3 separate regions of the Mus musculus genome follow, and regions 2 and 3 are each linked to region 1. Evidence: chromatin contacts called from public Hi-C and HiChIP or PLAC-seq data. All regions are on one chromosome and are shown on one strand. The core of a region is the stretch at or near the end of the contact, and the rest is flanking DNA. Distances in the headings are between cores, read along the strand shown.

The links. A called contact is a pair of places that touch in the nucleus more often than the background predicts. HiChIP or PLAC-seq counts read pairs in DNA pulled down with a chosen protein or histone mark.
Region 2: a Hi-C map of tail fibroblasts shows a contact between it and region 1, with 2.7 times the contacts expected there. The contact joins the enhancer-like site here to the promoter of Gpc6 in region 1. A contact is called at or near these places in 6 of 39 promoter capture datasets (the 3T3-L1 cell line, hippocampal neurons, maxillary cranial neural crest and 2 more), 8 of 484 Hi-C or Micro-C datasets (the N1E-115 cell line, adipose-derived mesenchymal stem cells, cortical neurons and 5 more) and 14 of 115 datasets of contacts at active chromatin or transcription factors (the NIH/3T3 cell line, SST interneurons, astrocytes and 10 more).
Region 3: an H3K4me3 HiChIP or PLAC-seq map of embryonic basal ganglia shows a contact between it and region 1, with 3 times the contacts expected there. The contact joins the enhancer-like site here to the promoter of Gpc6 in region 1. A contact is called at or near these places in 4 of 39 promoter capture datasets (the 3T3-L1 cell line, embryonic stem cells, liver and 1 more), 1 of 484 Hi-C or Micro-C datasets (nephron progenitors), 12 of 115 datasets of contacts at active chromatin or transcription factors (astrocytes, differentiating embryonic stem cells, embryonic basal ganglia and 9 more) and 1 of 9 other capture datasets (pancreatic islet).

Annotation. Positions count from the first base shown.
Region 1 is chr14:116,923,864-116,926,563 of GRCm38.p6, forward strand. It overlaps Gpc6 (glypican 6), which reads left to right and starts at 1,434. Exons shown (of 9, transcript NM_011821.3): 1 at 1,434-2,232. The coding sequence starts at 2,073.
Region 2 is chr14:117,519,538-117,522,237 of GRCm38.p6, forward strand. All of the region lies in intron 3 of Gpc6 (glypican 6), which reads left to right. Among named protein-coding and RNA genes, the nearest start is that of Gm52111, 260 kb to the right of the region's middle. Within about 2 kb of position 1,319, at least 25 of the 459 cell types and tissues checked have an H3K27ac peak or open chromatin away from gene starts, as enhancers often do. A contact at or near this core is called in the NIH/3T3 cell line, adipose-derived mesenchymal stem cells and tail fibroblasts, where this site is marked.
Region 3 is chr14:117,555,114-117,557,813 of GRCm38.p6, forward strand. The region is part of intron 3 of Gpc6 (glypican 6); the gene reads left to right. Among named protein-coding and RNA genes, the nearest start is that of Gm52111, 230 kb to the right of the region's middle. Within about 2 kb of position 1,333, at least 4 of the 459 cell types and tissues checked have an H3K27ac peak or open chromatin away from gene starts, as enhancers often do. A contact at or near this core is called in embryonic basal ganglia, where this site is marked.

The sequences.
Region 1 (2,700 bases), core at 184-2,683:
TTTGTGAGCCATATTGTTGGGGAGCTGAGAATCAAACTCTTGTCCTCTCAAGAACAACATGTGATCTTAACTGCTGAGCCATCTATCCCTTCAGCCCCCTGACTACCTCCTTGGAGACTGACTGCAAATGGCTTAAAGCTCCTCAACTAGACTAGACTTCTTTCTGTTCCCTGAGCGCTAGCATTTTGTATGAACTTTTGAAGATGCGACAAGCAAGCACTCTATCACTCTATAAGGAGGATGACGGGCTAAAGAGGAGTTCTTGGAAAAGAAGATGTGCTGAACAATTCCGACAGTAACGAAGGTGCCTAGGATAGAGGCAAATGCAAGGATTTAGGCTCCAGGAGTCGCTCTGGTCACCAGTCATCAGGAAACCAGCATCCTGCAGATTTATACTTCAGTACTACAGAACTAGGCCTGACCCTGTACTGACTTCTCAGGAACTGGGAGACCAGTGTCCACAAGGCCTCACTACTGGATAGCATTTCTTTTCTTCTTTTTCTGATTGGTTAGTTTCAGGAGCTGTGGGTTTCAGGGCAGACTTAAGTATATTTGATCTCTGTGCTCATTAGCGTGAAGAAAGGCTCAGGAAGTTGGTTAAACCCGAATTTTCACTTGCATCCCATTTCACAGACTTCTGAGAACTTGGGAGAAAATGTTAAGGTTATAGTGTTTGAGAGAATCTGATGAGAGAAGATTACAACACCTTGTCCCTCCTGGGGTCCTGTTTCTTGCATGGCCAGCAGCCATTGTTTTATCTTCACATGCCCTAAGCCTAGTGATTTAAGAATCCAGTGTTTTGTAGGTGGAACCTCTCTCTCTCTCTCTCTCTCTCTCTCTCTCTCTCTCTCTCTCTCTCTCTCCTTCCCTCTTTGTGTGTATGTGTGTGTGTGTGTGTGTGTGTGAGAGAGAGAGAGAGAGAGAGAGAGAGAGAGCCGACAGGAGAGGAGTAAAGACCTATGGCCCTCTATCTGTTCTTAGGAAAAAACAAAACAAAACAAAACATTAAGATGAGCCGAAAGCAGCTACCACCTAGAGAGGTGGCTTTGGCCCCGTTCCTAGGTTTCTTTTCTGCTCATTTCTTCCCTGGCTTTGTGTTAGGTACACTGGGGCAAGAGCAACAATTGGAAATGCAATATTCTTTATCTCCAGAAAAATATAGCGTGATAACATTTACTCTCCTCAAACACTTTGTCTTTTTTGGTGGTTTGTTTATATCAGGAAAGGGAACATCTCGGAAGTGTGTGGAGGCCATAAAGTGATTGAGAAAATAGGGACCTTTTGCTGGTAATCTTTCCCCTCCTGCCTAGTGGCTCGCGATCCATTCCAGGTTTTGCGGCCGACTCTGCCTCTGAATTTCGGCTGTGCACTGGGTAGCACGTTTCTCCCTCTCTCCCTCCCCTCCTTTCTCCTTCCCTCTTGCCTCCTGTGTCAGTCTCCAGGATTTTCTCTCTTCCCATTTCAAGAAGACTCTCACTGGCTCCCTCAGTCTATGTGAAGCTGAGGTTTCCCCTCGATCCCGTACATCTCCATCACATACCTCCACGCACACACCTCCCCGAGAGCCCCGCGTTCACACCCACAAACACGCGCGCTCACACTCGCGCCGGCCTGTCCATCTCCCTCGGGGTGGGGGGAGCCGGCGCGCGGTCCCACCTTCGTCGCGCACACTGGATAGGCGAGCTCGCAGCGCTCCACGACTCTGCGGCTCGGAACTCGGACCGCAGGGCTGAACACCCCTACTGTGGTGTTTAAAAAAAAAAAAAGACATTTCTTTGCCTTTTCCTCTTTTCTCCTCTTTCTCCAACGATTTTCTACCGGAGTGGCTAGCGGAGCCGGCAGCCTTCCCAAGGCAGCCCTGGTTGGCTTGCCATCCTCCATCTGGCTTATAAAAGTTTGCTGAGTGCAGTCCAGAGGTCTGCGCGGCTCGTCCCCTCGGCTGGCGGAAGGGGGTGACGCTGGGCAGCGGCTAAGGAGCGCGCCGCAGGCTCTGGCGGGCTTTCGGCTCGAGGGGCAAGGTGAAGAGCGCACAGGGAGCTGGGGGCTGCCGAGGTGGACTTGCATGTTGCACCATGCCTTCTTGGATCCGGGCTGTGATTCTTCCTCTCTCCGGGCTGCTGCTGACCCTCCCGGCCGCGGCGGACGTGAAGGCTCGGAGCTGCAGCGAGGTCCGTCAGGCTTACGGTGCCAAGGGATTCAGCCTGGCGGACATCCCCTACCAGGAGATCGCAGGTAAGCGTGGGCCCCGGGCCCGCTGCAGCCCCGAGAGGCGGCGGGGCGCCCTCTCCCTACCCCCTGTTGCTCAGTTGGTGCTCACTTTCTGCGGGTACCTCCCAGGGACCCCGCGTCCCTGCATCCAGGCGGCGGAGGCTGATCCCGTTTTTCGGGCGGGAGGAAGGTGTGCGTGCCCGCCGCCTCATTGTGTGCACACGCGGGAGCACCCTCGTCCCTCGCCCCTCTCTCCCTGCATTTGCTCCCGCGCCCTGCTACCTCCGTGGCTGGCCTAGAGCCTGGCCCGGCCGCTGGAGCAAAGGACGGTGGAGTGAGGACGGCTAGCGGAGGCAGAAAGCGGAGCCGGGCGCCCATAGCATCCCCCTCGCTGGGGCAAACTTGGGAGAACTGCGGCCGCAGTTTGCTCAGCGCCACCGTCTGAGTGGCGCCTTCTCCACTCCCGCCTTCGCGCCGGCGGGGGCGGTGGAG
Region 2 (2,700 bases), core at 69-2,568, 600 kb after region 1:
ATAAACTGGTATGGGTTTAATTCTACTGGCAAGAGACCAGCTTTTCATAACTTTAGCCTAGCGAATTGTTATGGGCCATAATTCAAATTTAATGATCTGACTCATTGAAATGATAAGATCCCAGCTTTGGGCAGGCATATTGTTGCTTCTCCTAGGAATGTCAATTATTTTATGTCATGCAGTCCCTCCGTTTTCCTGTATACCTTTAAATAGAAGCAAGGCACTACCAGTTGGCACGAACCACGGCAAACATGTGAGTCACTGGGGCTTCTGGAAACACATGTGGGTCCGTATTTGAATCTGCTGAGCCCATCGTTAATGATGCTGTACAGTTTAGAGGCTTCACTGTCGACAAAGGCCATATGTTTCCCCGGCAGCTTCTCCTGCAATGCTGTTTACTGTATATTCAGCTAAGGATCTGAACAGCATTACCTGCAGTGAAAGATTCTATCCACAGACTGTCCTACGTGATGTGCTGTATGAAACAGACAAATGTGTCTGAAATATGTGGACAAGCAGCTCCTTCTCTAAGACAGCATCGAATGCACTGACTTTGCTCCTAATACATACAGTCTCCTAGCTCATTTATGGGGACCAAGGAAGGATTGTTATGACTGCCATGTAAACAACGTGTATTTTAAAAGCTAAGGCCATGCTAACGCATAGTCAGATGTCTTCGTTTAAAGGACAATGGCTGTGACTGCAAAGAAGGATTTTATTTTCTTCTACACAATCAGGAAGGACACATTTTTCATCCCAAGGACCATCCTATTGTCAGTGGTTTTGAGGTTCCCTTGATTATACACTTTTCCTATAAAAACAGGCATTATGGCTAAGCAATCTGGTTGACCAGAAATACCAAGGTGACAAGATAGGCCCCTTTGGTGATTGCTTCCTCATTCTGTTCTGATTAAGCAAAGGCAACTGCATACAAAGATGTTTACCTTAAGAGAGCACAATGAAATGTTCCTTTAAGCTTTTCTCAACAGAAATAGGACCCCACTGTGGAGTTCTATGCCTAACACACAGTAAAATAGGACTCTGCAAAGCTGTGTCACTTCCCTTAACCCCAGCTTCCTCCTTCGGAGAAACAGAGTAACCCCATTACTTATTCTCATGGATAACCTTGACTGTTAAATGGCATGAGTTATTCAGGAGCTTAACCAAATCCATGTCTGAGTAAGCACTCAATAAATAGGAATTTTGATTAAAACCATCAGAATATATTTTTCTTGTCCATGACTGAATTCAACCTAATTTCACTCCTGGATGTATCTGCCAGTTAAACTCAACTGAAAATCAAAGGGGGTGAAGGTCAGAGCTAAGTGTGTGGTTAAATGAGCCAAGTTACCGGACTTTGGAATGGGACAGTCAGACAGACTCTTACATAGGAAAGAAGTTTAGAAAGCTAGTTGAAGTTGGTTCCTTCATTCCTTTCCTGAACAGACTCATGTAATTAAAGGGCTGGATTGTAATAACCCCGTGTAATCAGTAACACAAATTCCAGTGGTGGCCCAGTTGATTTTCATCCCTACTGCAGGGTAAACTTAAAGTAAACTGCATAATAAGAGTATAGGCAAAGAGCCATCCTAATTAACATAGCTCAATATTCCGAATAGTTTAACCTCAGCATACAATGAACTGTTCCTTCACGTTTTCCTTAAAGAACAGGATGGAAACTGAGGCAGTGACTTACTTAGCTCAAGCACAGCCAAGTTTCTAGGGCTTCCTCGATTTATTTTCATGATACTGGGTATAAGTGGCTAGAGATGTTAGTTTAGTAGTAAGACTTCTTGCTGCACAATGACCCCAGCACCCATATAAAATGCTAGGTGTGATCACCATGCATGCCTGTTACTCCAGAGATTTGGGGGAGGGGGGTAGAGACAGAAGGATTGCTGAAGCTTGGTGGCTATCAGCTTAACTTTAGGCTCTGTGAGAAACCCTGTATCAAATGACTAAGGCAGAGAGAGATAGAACAGGACACCTGGCATCCCTTCTCTGGCCACCTCAAACATTCATACAGATGTGCTCACACATACATACACATATGGGCATATTCCACACTCTCACACACACCAAACATGGAACTTTTCTGGTATAGATTACATCATTTCCATCTATAATGTACAGCCATCTTTTAAAACATTTTGGCAAGATGATGTAGTAGTTTTGTATGCATACATAGAAAAAATGCTATCTCATGAAGCCTAGTGTTACTGTTAATAAAGGATAAGAAGATCTAGGTTTCAATACTCTAATAACAATAATAAGGACAAAAAGAAAACGGATCATCTTACCTTATATGTATTACATTTTCAAATCCTATATATAACTGGGATTTTCCAAAAAGAGAATGTTTCATTCTTTTCCTCCATTAGAGACAGTATTAGTCCATTTCTAGATCCTTATTCTGAGATAGAACTGTGGTCCAGAGAGAGAGAATTCTATAATGATCATGATAATGTAGACAGGTAAGTCAGAATGAAGTTTGCCTGTCTTTGGGAAATCTTAAGACAGAACTTGAGGTTGGACATCTGTGTGCTGGTAACTAAAATCATATAACATGCATATATGTGATATATAACATATATGCATATATACACATACCCATATATTCATATATATACATATACGCATGCACACAACACACACACACACACACATATATATATGGAGAGAGAGAGAGGTGGATATTTG
Region 3 (2,700 bases), core at 83-2,582, 630 kb after region 1:
GATGTTTTATTTCTTCAATAACATGTCTCTACGACTACATTAGCCCTATTATGCTCAAAGCATGGTATCTCTCATTGGCTCACCTGGTTTGAATCTAAGCAACTCTACTTGTCTGTTGTTTACCTAGACTCCACCACCATTAGGCCTTGAGCTACTCGCCAGTCTGTGACATAAATTATATCTAATCACTATGAGCGCCTCCCACATGAATATCATCCTTCCCACTTACCCAGCTAACCAATTTCAACCTAACAGACTCAGAGGATTACGATCACAGACTCATGAACCTCTGAAACAAATGGCCATTTTGCTGTAATGGATGCATTATCAGTCCCCACTCAAAAAAAAAAATGAAGAAGAAACTTAATTTTAGGGCTAAATAGTAACATTCTTGTATGACATACTGCTGCTTGACAAACTATTAGCACTTTGTAATGTCTAAAGTTTGCTGATCCAAATTAATTCCTGATAACAATGAGAAAAAGAGAGAGACAGAGACAGAGAGACAGAGACGACAGAGACACAGAGAAAGTTGTGTAAATTACCCAGGCCATACATATGGGCATCTAGTAGTAGTATTGCTGGATGGTTGGAGTACACGGCAGCAATGGTCATAAGCACTACAAACTCCCAAATCCACCCAACAGTTGTCTTGATGAGTTCTATGTCTTTGCTTATTATCAAGGAGAATTCAATTTCTTAATATTTGTCTCTTTACTTTGTGGCCTGGGGCACACTTGCACACCATGGTAGATGCAAAGAGGTCATAGGACAACCTTGGAGGAGTTGGTTCCATCTTTCCACCATATGAGTTTATGTTGTCTAGATCAGCAACAAGTTCCCTTACCTCTGAAACATCTTGCCAAGAAGAGTCCAAAACCTCTCATATCTGGAATTTATTGACATCAAGTACAGTTCTTAATATTAAACATATATATCTTTTAGATTACAAGTCTATTTTTTTTAATTTTTCCTTTCCAAGTAGGACAAGGTAGTGCTCATCTATGATCCAAACAGTTAGAAAGGTGAAGTGAGCTCCCGTGAGATCACATTAGATCAAGGGATGGTGCCCCACACCTTCAGTTGGAGCATTTGGGAGGAAGAGGCAGTTAGAAGGCCAATCTGGCCTACATCTTGCTTCTAGGCCAGCCAGCAATCCACAAAGAGATCCAGTTTGAAAGGCAAACGTTGTTTTTTCCCCTTTTTGCTGTTTTAGCTTTACAACCAACCAACTCATGACTTACATTTTAGGTTTGTTCCCCAATCCTCTGACCTATCTACGATCACTCTGCACCGTATGAAATGAGCTAAAGTCATTAGCTCTGAAAAGTACTTTACAGTAGCATCTAGTGGCTTTGATGACCTTATATATTCTCTCTGCGGTTTTCTTCTGTTTTCTAGGTACTGAACCAAATTTACAAAGGAATGTTTTTACCTATTTGTGGTTATCAAATAAAGTTGAAGTTTCCCATGGTTCAGTCTCAGGGAAATTCTGTAAACACCAGGTGGCGAGGACACAGGTGATTAAGATATTTTCCACATTTTCAAAATGTCAGCTGTTCCCGTGAGAGGACTCTTAAATAAACACCATCCATATTCTTAGCAGATGTTATCAATGCATCTCAGTATAATTGTAGCTTTCCAATATCTGCGCTGTTAATGACAGTTCAGCGAGGATTCAAAGTGCTTTGATTTTAATCAATGGTCATTTACCAGCTAGCTGTGCCTGGTGGCGTATGCCTGTCATTGAGTCTTCTCCCTTCACCAGATGGTATCTTTGAAATTGTTTTGACACTTCATTGTCTCTCTGGCTGATGACTCATTGTAGGAAAACCCCTGTGTACTCAATGTGTGAAAATAAGATTGTTTGGTGTTCTTTGCAAGTGGCTAATTTTCAAACAAAGAATTCAACAGATGTGACAATTTCAGCAAGATGTTGTCAAAATAAGAGCAATCTAGCAACAAATCAAATCAGGCTCGTGTTCAGCAGTGAGTCTGCTGCTGGTATCAGGAGACTCTGTAACAGTGTCAACCCAGATGACTTGATCATTGAGAATGGCACAATGTCAATTTTCCTCGTCCCCTCTAACGGCTTCGTTTGCAATCACAATGCAGCACTTTAGAATTTTCTTCCTCACTTCCCCTAGTCCACCTACTACCAAAGAGGCCATGTTTGGAATAAATTGTTGGTTGTTTGAAAATAAAATGATATCATTTACCAGAGAGAAGTTTTAAAGGTCACAGAAAGAGATGATCCATTATGAAGTGGCTTTGTGCTTTAAGGAATTCTAGGCTTCAGACACTTATCCTTACCTAGTGAAAAGGTAATTCCCCAAACATTTCAGAGTCACTGCAAGCTTGGCCCATGGCGGTGGCACTGGTACTAAGAAAATGAGGTCACATGGTGTTATCATGCATTATTTTGAGTGTCAAAAAAGGCCATAAAAGTAGACCATTACCATCAATGGCAACTGGATGGGCAATAAGGATAAAATACTGCCTTCTCATTGCAGAGAGCTGACACTGCAGAAACGTTCGGAACCTCTCAGGGTAGCCCAGCACAAAAGTCTTATGATGTATCATCTCTTCCCAGGGCTAATCAGAAACAGATAAAGGGAAGAAGGGAGAAGGGTCACACACAGCAAATTCTATTTCAAAAGAATAATGAGAGGGAGGAATCAGGTTGTTTTGCAGACAGTG